Linked DNA regions of Triticum aestivum: region 2 is linked to region 1. A link is a contact called in public Hi-C data. All regions are on one chromosome and are shown on one strand. Each heading gives the region's core, a stretch centred on a gene start, on an enhancer-like site or on the middle of the called end of the contact. The rest is flanking DNA. Distances are from core to core; before and after follow the strand shown. Region 1 holds the start of LOC123136558 (bidirectional sugar transporter SWEET2a). Region 2 holds the start of LOC123136559.

Evidence for each region. A called contact is a pair of places that touch in the nucleus more often than the background predicts.
Region 2: a contact with region 1 is called in a Hi-C map of leaf, with 6 times the contacts expected there. The contact joins the promoter of LOC123136559 here to the promoter of LOC123136558 in region 1. A contact is called at or near these places in 2 of 5 Hi-C or Micro-C datasets (both in leaf).

The regions. Positions count from the first base shown.
Region 1 is chr6B:200,034,869-200,038,996 of IWGSC CS RefSeq v2.1, forward strand. It overlaps LOC123136558 (bidirectional sugar transporter SWEET2a), which reads left to right and starts at 1,720. Exons shown (of 7, transcript XM_044555963.1): 1 at 1,720-2,022; 2 at 2,139-2,175; 3 at 2,278-2,494; 4 at 2,578-2,736; 5 at 2,923-3,042; 6 at 3,144-3,277; 7 at 3,984-4,128. The coding sequence starts at 1,953. The coding sequence ends at 3,260.
Region 2 is chr6B:200,567,306-200,571,433 of IWGSC CS RefSeq v2.1, forward strand. It overlaps LOC123136559, which reads right to left and starts at 1,742. Exons shown (of 1, transcript XM_044555964.1): 1 at 1-1,742. The coding sequence starts at 1,598. It overlaps LOC123136560 (autophagy-related protein 11), which reads right to left. Exons shown (of 5, transcript XM_044555965.1): 4 at 3,525-3,738; 5 at 2,630-3,241. The coding sequence ends at 2,879.

The DNA of each region.
Region 1 (4,128 bases), core at 470-2,969:
ATCGTGCGGGGTTGCCTTGCTGCTGCAATCTCCATGGCCGGATTCATCTACAGGGCGAAGGCCATGGCCGAATTCGAGCCGTCCAGGGGCGTTGAAGCCATGAACGTAAGGAAGGTTTTTTTTTGCAGCATGGACGAGCTGCTAACGACGTCAACGGGGAGGTTTGCTAGGGGAGCCTGCAAAAGCTACATCCGGCCATGGAGGTGCTGGGACCAGCCTTGCGGTTTGCTAGAAACGGCCACCGCGGGTGCTGGAACACCCACCACTTGGTGCTACCATCTGTCCCAGCTGGTGTTGGAATTGGCAAACACCGGTGCTGGAACCGGCCACTATGGCTGCTACAACCTGCCATCACAAATGCTGGAACCGGCCACCATGGGTGCTACAAGCTGCTGGCGTCAGTGCTGGAACCTGCAACATGAGGAGCTACAACCGGCAATTTTGTTTGCTACCAACGACACCGGCAGATGCTGGAACGGGCCGACTGTTTTGCTACAACTGGCACGAGGCACTGCCACGACGGCGAACTGCGATGCAGAGTTTGCTGCAACCAACAAACTAGAAGCTGGGACCGACGAATTTTTTTGCTACATCCGTGGGGTGGAGCTAGGGTGACGACAGGGGATGGCGTCGCGATTGCTGCAACCAGCAACCGTAAAAGCTACGACCAGCGATATTTTTTGCCACAATGGCGATGATGGGGGCTGCCACTGTCCACGGTAGCAGCTGCAAACAGCCATGGCCGAGCCTCGTCCAGTCGTCGGCGGGGTGTTGCGGGGGGGTCAAAACGAGGAGGGAGATGGAAGGCGGGGGCAGCGGCGCCCAGGATCCGACGAGCTGGGGCGGCGGCTCTCTGCAGGACCCCTGCGCGGGAGGAGAGATAAGAGGCGAATGGGAGACAAAAAAAATTGCTCCGATCGAACGCATCCAACGGCGCGGGGGCGGCGCGCCCGTGCATAGTACTCGCCCATTAAAAATTAGAATCACAAAGTCTGGCCGTGGACCTCAATCACTATAAGGCAATGCAATGAAACATTGGAAATCTGCTTGTTTCAAAAAAGACAAAAGAAAAGGAAATATGTGGGATCATGCTTAGCTGGTTACAATATTTTTGTTGATAGCTTACCAAGCTGACCACTTGATGGGATCATGCTTAGCTGGTCACCCATAAATTAACCAAGCAGTTAATTATGCCTCTAAATAATTAGTAGTAGTAGGAATTTTTTGCCAACCATATTTCTTTAATGGCAGAGATTTGCTTCGAAACAAACCATAAGTTACCGTTTTACATGTATCCTGAATAATTAGTCATCAACGTTGTCACAACATAGTCGGCATCACCACGGCCAAGGACAACCGGTCGCACGCCATCACTCTTCACATGTTATTTCATTCCATAGCAATGCACGACGGGTATTTGGCTAGTTAGAGAAAAGAGGGCCTCTTCCTCCCGCAAAAGAATTTGGCACGAGTGGTGAGCTATCTGAAAAACAATAAACAGTAGCTGTGCTGCCGTGGTCGCCGCGTCGAGGTCCACGGTGTCCACGTGCGCGTGGCGTGTCGGGTGAGGCCGCGCCGCCCGTGTACAGCGTCGTGCGTGCCATGGCAATGGATCAGACCGGGCCGGCCATCAACATCCCCGACCGACTTTTTTCAAGGAATAAGATCCCAGGATATCCACCTTCCATTCCACGTGCCTTTTTTTGATTTGATTGTAGGGGTGGAGCCGTGATAAGAGGAGGAGAAGGAGGAAGAGGAGGAGGAGGAAGCGGGCCAGCTCTTTGTCCCCTGCTGTTCCTGCTCTTGCTCTGAAAAGAAAGAACCCACGCTCAAGCGTCTGCTGGACACGTCAAAAAAAGAAAAGAAAAAAGAATCATCTGCCGGAGGAGCGAGCGGGGATCGGAGGGGGCCGGGAGCAGCTGGGATCGGGATCCTCTCTCTTCCTTGCATTGATGGCTTCCCTGGGCTTGCCCGGACCCTCCTCCTACCACGACCTCTGCTGCTACGGGGCAGGAATCGCAGGTCAGCACCACCGCCATTCCCTTTGCTCTGCTTCTTAGGCTCTGCCGTCGTGGAGCAGGCGGCCAGATTCGGTCCGGCCAGTTCTTGACCGCCGTCTTCTCTTGATCTTCTTCCAGGGAACATCTTTGCCTTTGTGCTCTTCATCTCCCCGCTGTAAGTCCGCCCCCGTTTACATTTCAACCCGATTTCTTCTTGGCTCGGCTCGAATTGCTTCAAGACGCTGCTGCTGATCTGATCGATCTCTGCCGATCTCAGCCCAACATTCAGGAGGATCGTCCGGAATGGGTCGACGGAGCAGTTCTCGGCCACGCCCTACATCTACTCGCTCCTCAACTGCCTCGTCTGCATGTGGTACGCCCTCCCCTTCGTCTCCTACGGCGTCGTCCTGGTCGCCACCGTCAACACCATCGGCGCCGCCTTCCAGCTTGCCTACACCGCCGTCTTCATCGCCTACGCCGACGCCAAGAAAAGGGTGGGCACCCTACCCACCGCTTGTCCTTCGCTGCCTTGCCTGCATCTATAAGTTTGACTGATGTGGTTACTTTCTTGCTGCAGCTCAAGGTGTCCGTGCTGCTGGCAGGGGTGTTCTGTGTGTTCGGCCTGATTGTGTATGTCAGTATGGCGCTGTTTGATCACAAGCCTCGGCGAACATTCGTCGGCTATCTCAGCGTGGCGTCCCTCATATTCATGTTCGCATCCCCTCTGTCCATCATTGTGAGTCCTGAAATATTTATTTCCTGCTTTATAACTAACTCAAACCTGTATTCCATAGCCACATCTTCTGGTGTATAATTGGTCCTTCATAGGTTTGATGGGTTTGGCGTTGTTGATCTCATCTGACCATGTTTGTTATCTGAAATGTATAGTCCTGTAAATGAACTTTCCTCTTGTGTTTGACAGAATTTGGTGATCAGGACCAAGAGTGTGGAGTACATGCCCTTTTATTTGTCGCTATCGATGTCCCTGATGAGCATGTCGTTTTTCGCATACGGGGTGCTTCTGGATGACTTCTTCATATACGTAAGATATAGTTTTCTATTGCTGATCAGGGATTTTGCTTGGAGGGTTGCCTAACATCATGTCTGTTTGGCCCTTCTTTCTTGTTCGTTTGCCAATTACAGGTTCCCAATGGCATCGGCACAGTCCTAGGTGTCATACAGTTGTTGTTATATGCCTACTACAGTAGAAAGGGATCGAGAGACGAAGCCAGACGGCCATTACTAGTCACACATACATGAGCATGCAAGACAAGAAGGTTGAGTTTGAAAAGCTATTTACTGTTATATGCGGCTTTCCCATTTCTCGTTGAGTTTCCTGATCATGGTTTGCCTCTCCATCACACGTTTAAAGCGCCATTTCAATGGTTTGTGCAAACTTTGGTGTCTCGTTTGAATTGTGTGTCACATTCGTTAAACAAACATGGAGGGCCTATGGTGGATGGATAATAGCTCCAGCTCTGTTGCCACCTGCCATAATATCTGTTCCCTTTATCTGAAAGCAAGAACAACAATAGAGTAGTTGTCTGTACAGGTAAGCAAGACTTGTAATGTTTGCCAAGTTCAAGAGTGAAGATCTCTAACAAGTTCTATTTTAATATAATCCAAGAGTAAGAAAACTTGCGAAGCAATATATGTTTGTTGTAAGAAATGGTGTCTTGCAACAAAAGGAGGCCAGGTCAAAGCTGATTTAGCCAAGGAAGGTTAGGAAGCGTCAACTTCTTGTGCCAACAAATACATTTTAGCACGAAATATAATTTGGCGGTCAATGGTGGTGTCACTTTCTTGAAGCAAATTGCTGGTTTGAGTTTTTTTTCCTTTGCGCGGAAAATTGATGTTTGAGTATGGCTTGCACGTTTTGTGGTTTTTCTAGAAGGCCACAGGCAGAACATGAACCAGTCAACAGATGTATTTCAGACGCAATACTAGTACATGGTCTGAACTTTTTCCTCTCCCAAATTTCAGATGGATGATTCCTAGGGCATGTACAGTACAGCCATCGCTGTAAGCCTACAGCCTGCCTGCAGCTCAGGGTTGAGGTTCTCTGCATTATTTTGTTTATGTAAAAAGCTGGAGTAGTGCTAGTTTAAGGTCCTCGAGTCATTTGTTT
Region 2 (4,128 bases), core at 492-2,991, 530 kb after region 1:
ACGGCCACCTCCAGGATCTTGTCGAACACTGCCTGGAAGTCGGTGTTCATACCCCAATCCATGTTCCGGACGAAGTCAGTCTTTTCGGAAAGGGTGTCGCCCTTGATCATGTGGATGTTCGGTTGCTCGCTGAAGGTGATCACGCGGCCGCGCCACGGGTCGTCGGTGAGCTCGGACACGAGGATGCCAAGCGCGATGCAGACGTCCATGGGCAGGCCGGACATGCTTCCGGACACGTCGCACACGGCCACGCAGCTGTTGAGCTTGCCGAGGGCGCGCATGTCGTCAACCATGCGCTGCCACTGCAGGTCGGCCACTCCGCCGTCGTCCCCATCCTCGCCGAGGGACTCGATGATTTGGTGTGGGAGCAGCGCGCCCGCGGCGATCCGCTTCTTGCCGGACTTGACATCGGCAAGGTATGCGTTGAAGCGCTCGGCGTCGTGCTTGAGGAAGAGGTCCTTGTAGTTCTTCATGGCCACGGAGGCCACGCGCGTGTACACCACGGACTCCCAGGCGCGCGCCGAGATGAACACCTCAGGGAGCTTAAGTGCCGCGCGGAGCGGCACGATGGCGGCTCTGCGGAGGCGCTCGCGGGCGCGGTACGCGTAGTGCGCGTCCGGGAGGTCGTCGCCGAGCTCCGACGACGATCCCCTGGGAAAGAGCCGCCGCGCGATGGCCTCGCAGAGGAGGGTGGAGCGGTCATAGGACGAGTCCAGCGACGGGCACCACTTGGCCGCGAGCGAGAAATCCTTGACATTGCCGACAGACAGCTTGCGCATGTCCTCCGCGAGGAGCTCGGCGAACAGGTCGGCCGTGCGGTCGTGCAGGGACCGGTACGTGGAGTCGCGGCTGTACATCTCCAACGCCCTCGCCGCGGCCTCCGCCCTCTTGGCCCGGCGGGACACCGCGGCCGCGGCCGCGAGCTCCCGGTCACGCTCCAGGCTGGCCGCGACGCGCTCCTCCGACGCGCCGTCGGGCGGCGCGGGCGCGTGGTCCTCGCTGCGTAGCTTGAGGCCGCTCGAGCCGCCGCTCCAGCGGCCTCTGCCCCGCCCGCGGCCGCCGCGGCGTACGAATCCTCCGCCCTCGGCTTCGAGGCGGGCCTTCTTGCCGGGGGTCCTGGTGGACTTGCCGCCGTGCACGATGCGGTGGAGCAGCTCGGGCAGGTCCTTGAGGTAGCCGAAGGCGGCGACGGAGGCGGCGTTGCGCGCGAGCGTGGCCGGGTGGCGGGCGTGGAGCCAGAGCGCGGCGGCGTAGAAGCCCTCGCGGTCGGACTTGCCGGACCCCCGCACGCCGCGGAGGTTAGCGACGAGGCGGAGCGCGGTGACCGGGTCGGCGGCCCAGGCGGCGGCGAGCAGCGAGGCGACGGAGGCGGCCGGCGTGCCGGGCACCACGTGGAAGAAGAAGTCGAGGCAGGGGTCCCCCGAGGACACGAACGTCGGCGAGGAGTTCTCCGTCAGCGCCTTCCCCGCCCCGACCGTCGCCTTGTTGAAGCTGGCGTCCAGCAGGTCCACGAACGCGTCGCCCGTTGGCGCGGCCGCGCCCACTGCGGTCGCGGCCTCCGGCGGGCCGACCAGGGCGGAGGCGGCGGTCGCGGCCATGGGAATCGGCGGAGTTTCTCAAGTAGTCGCTCACTCGGCCCTTCTCTCTTCTGCGAGCTCGGGCTTGGAATTGGGTTTTAGGGCTTGGGGTCGGGCTCGTCGGGCGGGCTTTGCTTGTGTGGAAATGGAGGATGGTGGCGAGTGGAGTTATATGCAGCGGGCAGCAGGTTCCGTGGCAGGCAAGGATGGGGTTAAGGTCGGTTTGATCGATGAACCGACTAGAACTTGCCTCTCGTGTTCCTCGTTGCGGAGTTTGGTTTTGTTTTTTCGGTAGTGGCCACGTCGCCGCGTGACTCATGGCCCGGCCAACTGTATGCATCACTTCTTTTGGGACGAGTCGTTTGACCGTCGGCGCAGTTCAGACGAGAATTAATAGAGAGCCTTTTTATCGTGAGCTCCACTCCGAGGTGCTAAAATGGCATTTAGACAATGAATGCGTATACACCCAAAGTAAATTTCCATTAAGAAAGTCTTATTGTAATATCAGTATATAGATGGTCGTAAGAAAAGTATATGGATAAACCCATGGACATATGAACCCACTTTGGGGAACTCATTTCTAAATACCCAAAAAATCTGAAAAAAATAATCACACATACATCTTCATATTCTATGTGCGCGTGAAAAGTTTCGTGAAGAGACAACCTTTTCTTTGGCTGTGCAAAAAAAGACAAAAAAATGTGTAGTGAAACACTATTTGGAAGCACTGAAACTTATCTTTTTTGCGGAGGCAAAATAAAAAGAGATTTGGAAAAAAAACTTTGCGCCGCACACCCATGTTGCAAAGATGTATGCGTGAAATTTTATTCGAATTTTTTGACATTTTAAAACACGTTTGAAAACCATTTTTTCATATGCCCATTGTTTCAGGACGTCCCCACTAATGGTCGCAGTGCAAATAGATTATCTTTGCCAGCGCCGGCACGCTTGAATTGCTTCTTAGTACATGTTCAAGAGGAATTGTTTGCAAAAGCATAGCTGCTCAAGAGGAAATAGTGTTGGGAACAGCACTACACAGGGAGAAAACAAGGTGGAAGAATGTCACTATATTATTCAGTCTCCTTGAACGAACCAAGATGATAATAACATCAGTGGCCGGGTCATATTTACAGAGGAATCCGAGCATTATGTACACAAGGCAGCAAGCAAACGCAGACGAAGCAACTGAGCAAAGCCATAAATAAACTTTAAACAAGTGGCTGTATATTTACAATTGAGGTTTTCTTTCTCCCTTCATTTCAGCAGCCATGGCTAGGCAGGATCAGGAAGGCGTTCTTGCTTCAACGAGCAGTGGCAGCAGTGTCAGGCAGCATCGCCACCGTCACCACGAAGTACTCGCGGCCTGCCGGCAGGCCGTAGGGGTTGCTGTTCGGCGCAGACCGCCGATGGGCGCCAGGGCGCGGCGAGGCTTCGTTCTGGTCAGTGTGCTTTACCGCGCGCCGCTCAATGTGCACGATCTGGCCGATTATGTAGGCGGGCTGCCGAGGAAGGTGGGGCTCCGTGAACAGGGCCACCGACTCCTCAGAGAGGTAGTAGTTTGACCGGCTCCGGTTGATTGCCTCGTAGTGCCCAGCAGGGTTCCGGACAAACACCGCAAGCTCATGGACGTCGAAATGGCCAACCGATATCTTCTCCTTGCTGGCCTGTTGAAACAGTTTAGAAACACACGGTACAACTTACTTTCTCATTACCGCAAATTAACAGTACAAGAGATTAACGCAAACAAATTCAATCAGGTCCAACTTTATAATAGATTTCAAATCCACAGCATGCCTGTTAATACTCACTCATGTTCACGAGTCATGTTATGTCATTACTTTTGGGTAGTTCATTATTTTACCAAATTCAAGGTTTGTCTGATTTTTTATGAGTATCTTACCAACGAAAATATTCACATCCTATGGTTAGAGAAGCTGAATTCCATACCTGTTTTTCCAGTTGAAATTTACTATATAGATTGTTGACCAGTGTTTTCTTCTCCTCCAACTCTTTTATAAGAATCCCATGTGCTGCTTCCACCCTTGAGTAGCGTTCTATCAGCTCCTCACTCTGCCGTGACAGGAAACTAACCTTGTCTGCAAGGATCTTAATGCATTGCTGGAACTGAGTGGTAGAATCAGCTTCATCCTTCTTTACAGAACTGGAACAAAACAAGCCATTACAAAGGGGTCAGCAAGTACAGAACAACACTTAGATATCTCTTTCAGTAGGAAAAAGGATCAAAACCAAGGACATTAAAAACAAACATGTCTCTAGGTTAGTAACTAGTAACATAAAAATTGGCAAAAATAGCTAATTCTCTGGAGGCACTGACTATGATTTTAACACCAGATTCTAAAATACGATGTGTTCGACATTATCCCTCCAACAATTCATTTTCTCCGTAGGAGCAGATACACTTTTGTAATGAAATACTCAAATCCTTTGGCCAAGAACAGCAAATGTCTCTTCAGTCTCACATCAAGACGCTAAGATAAAATACAACAATCTGCACCTGCTTCCAATAAATTATTTATATTCAGTTGGATTA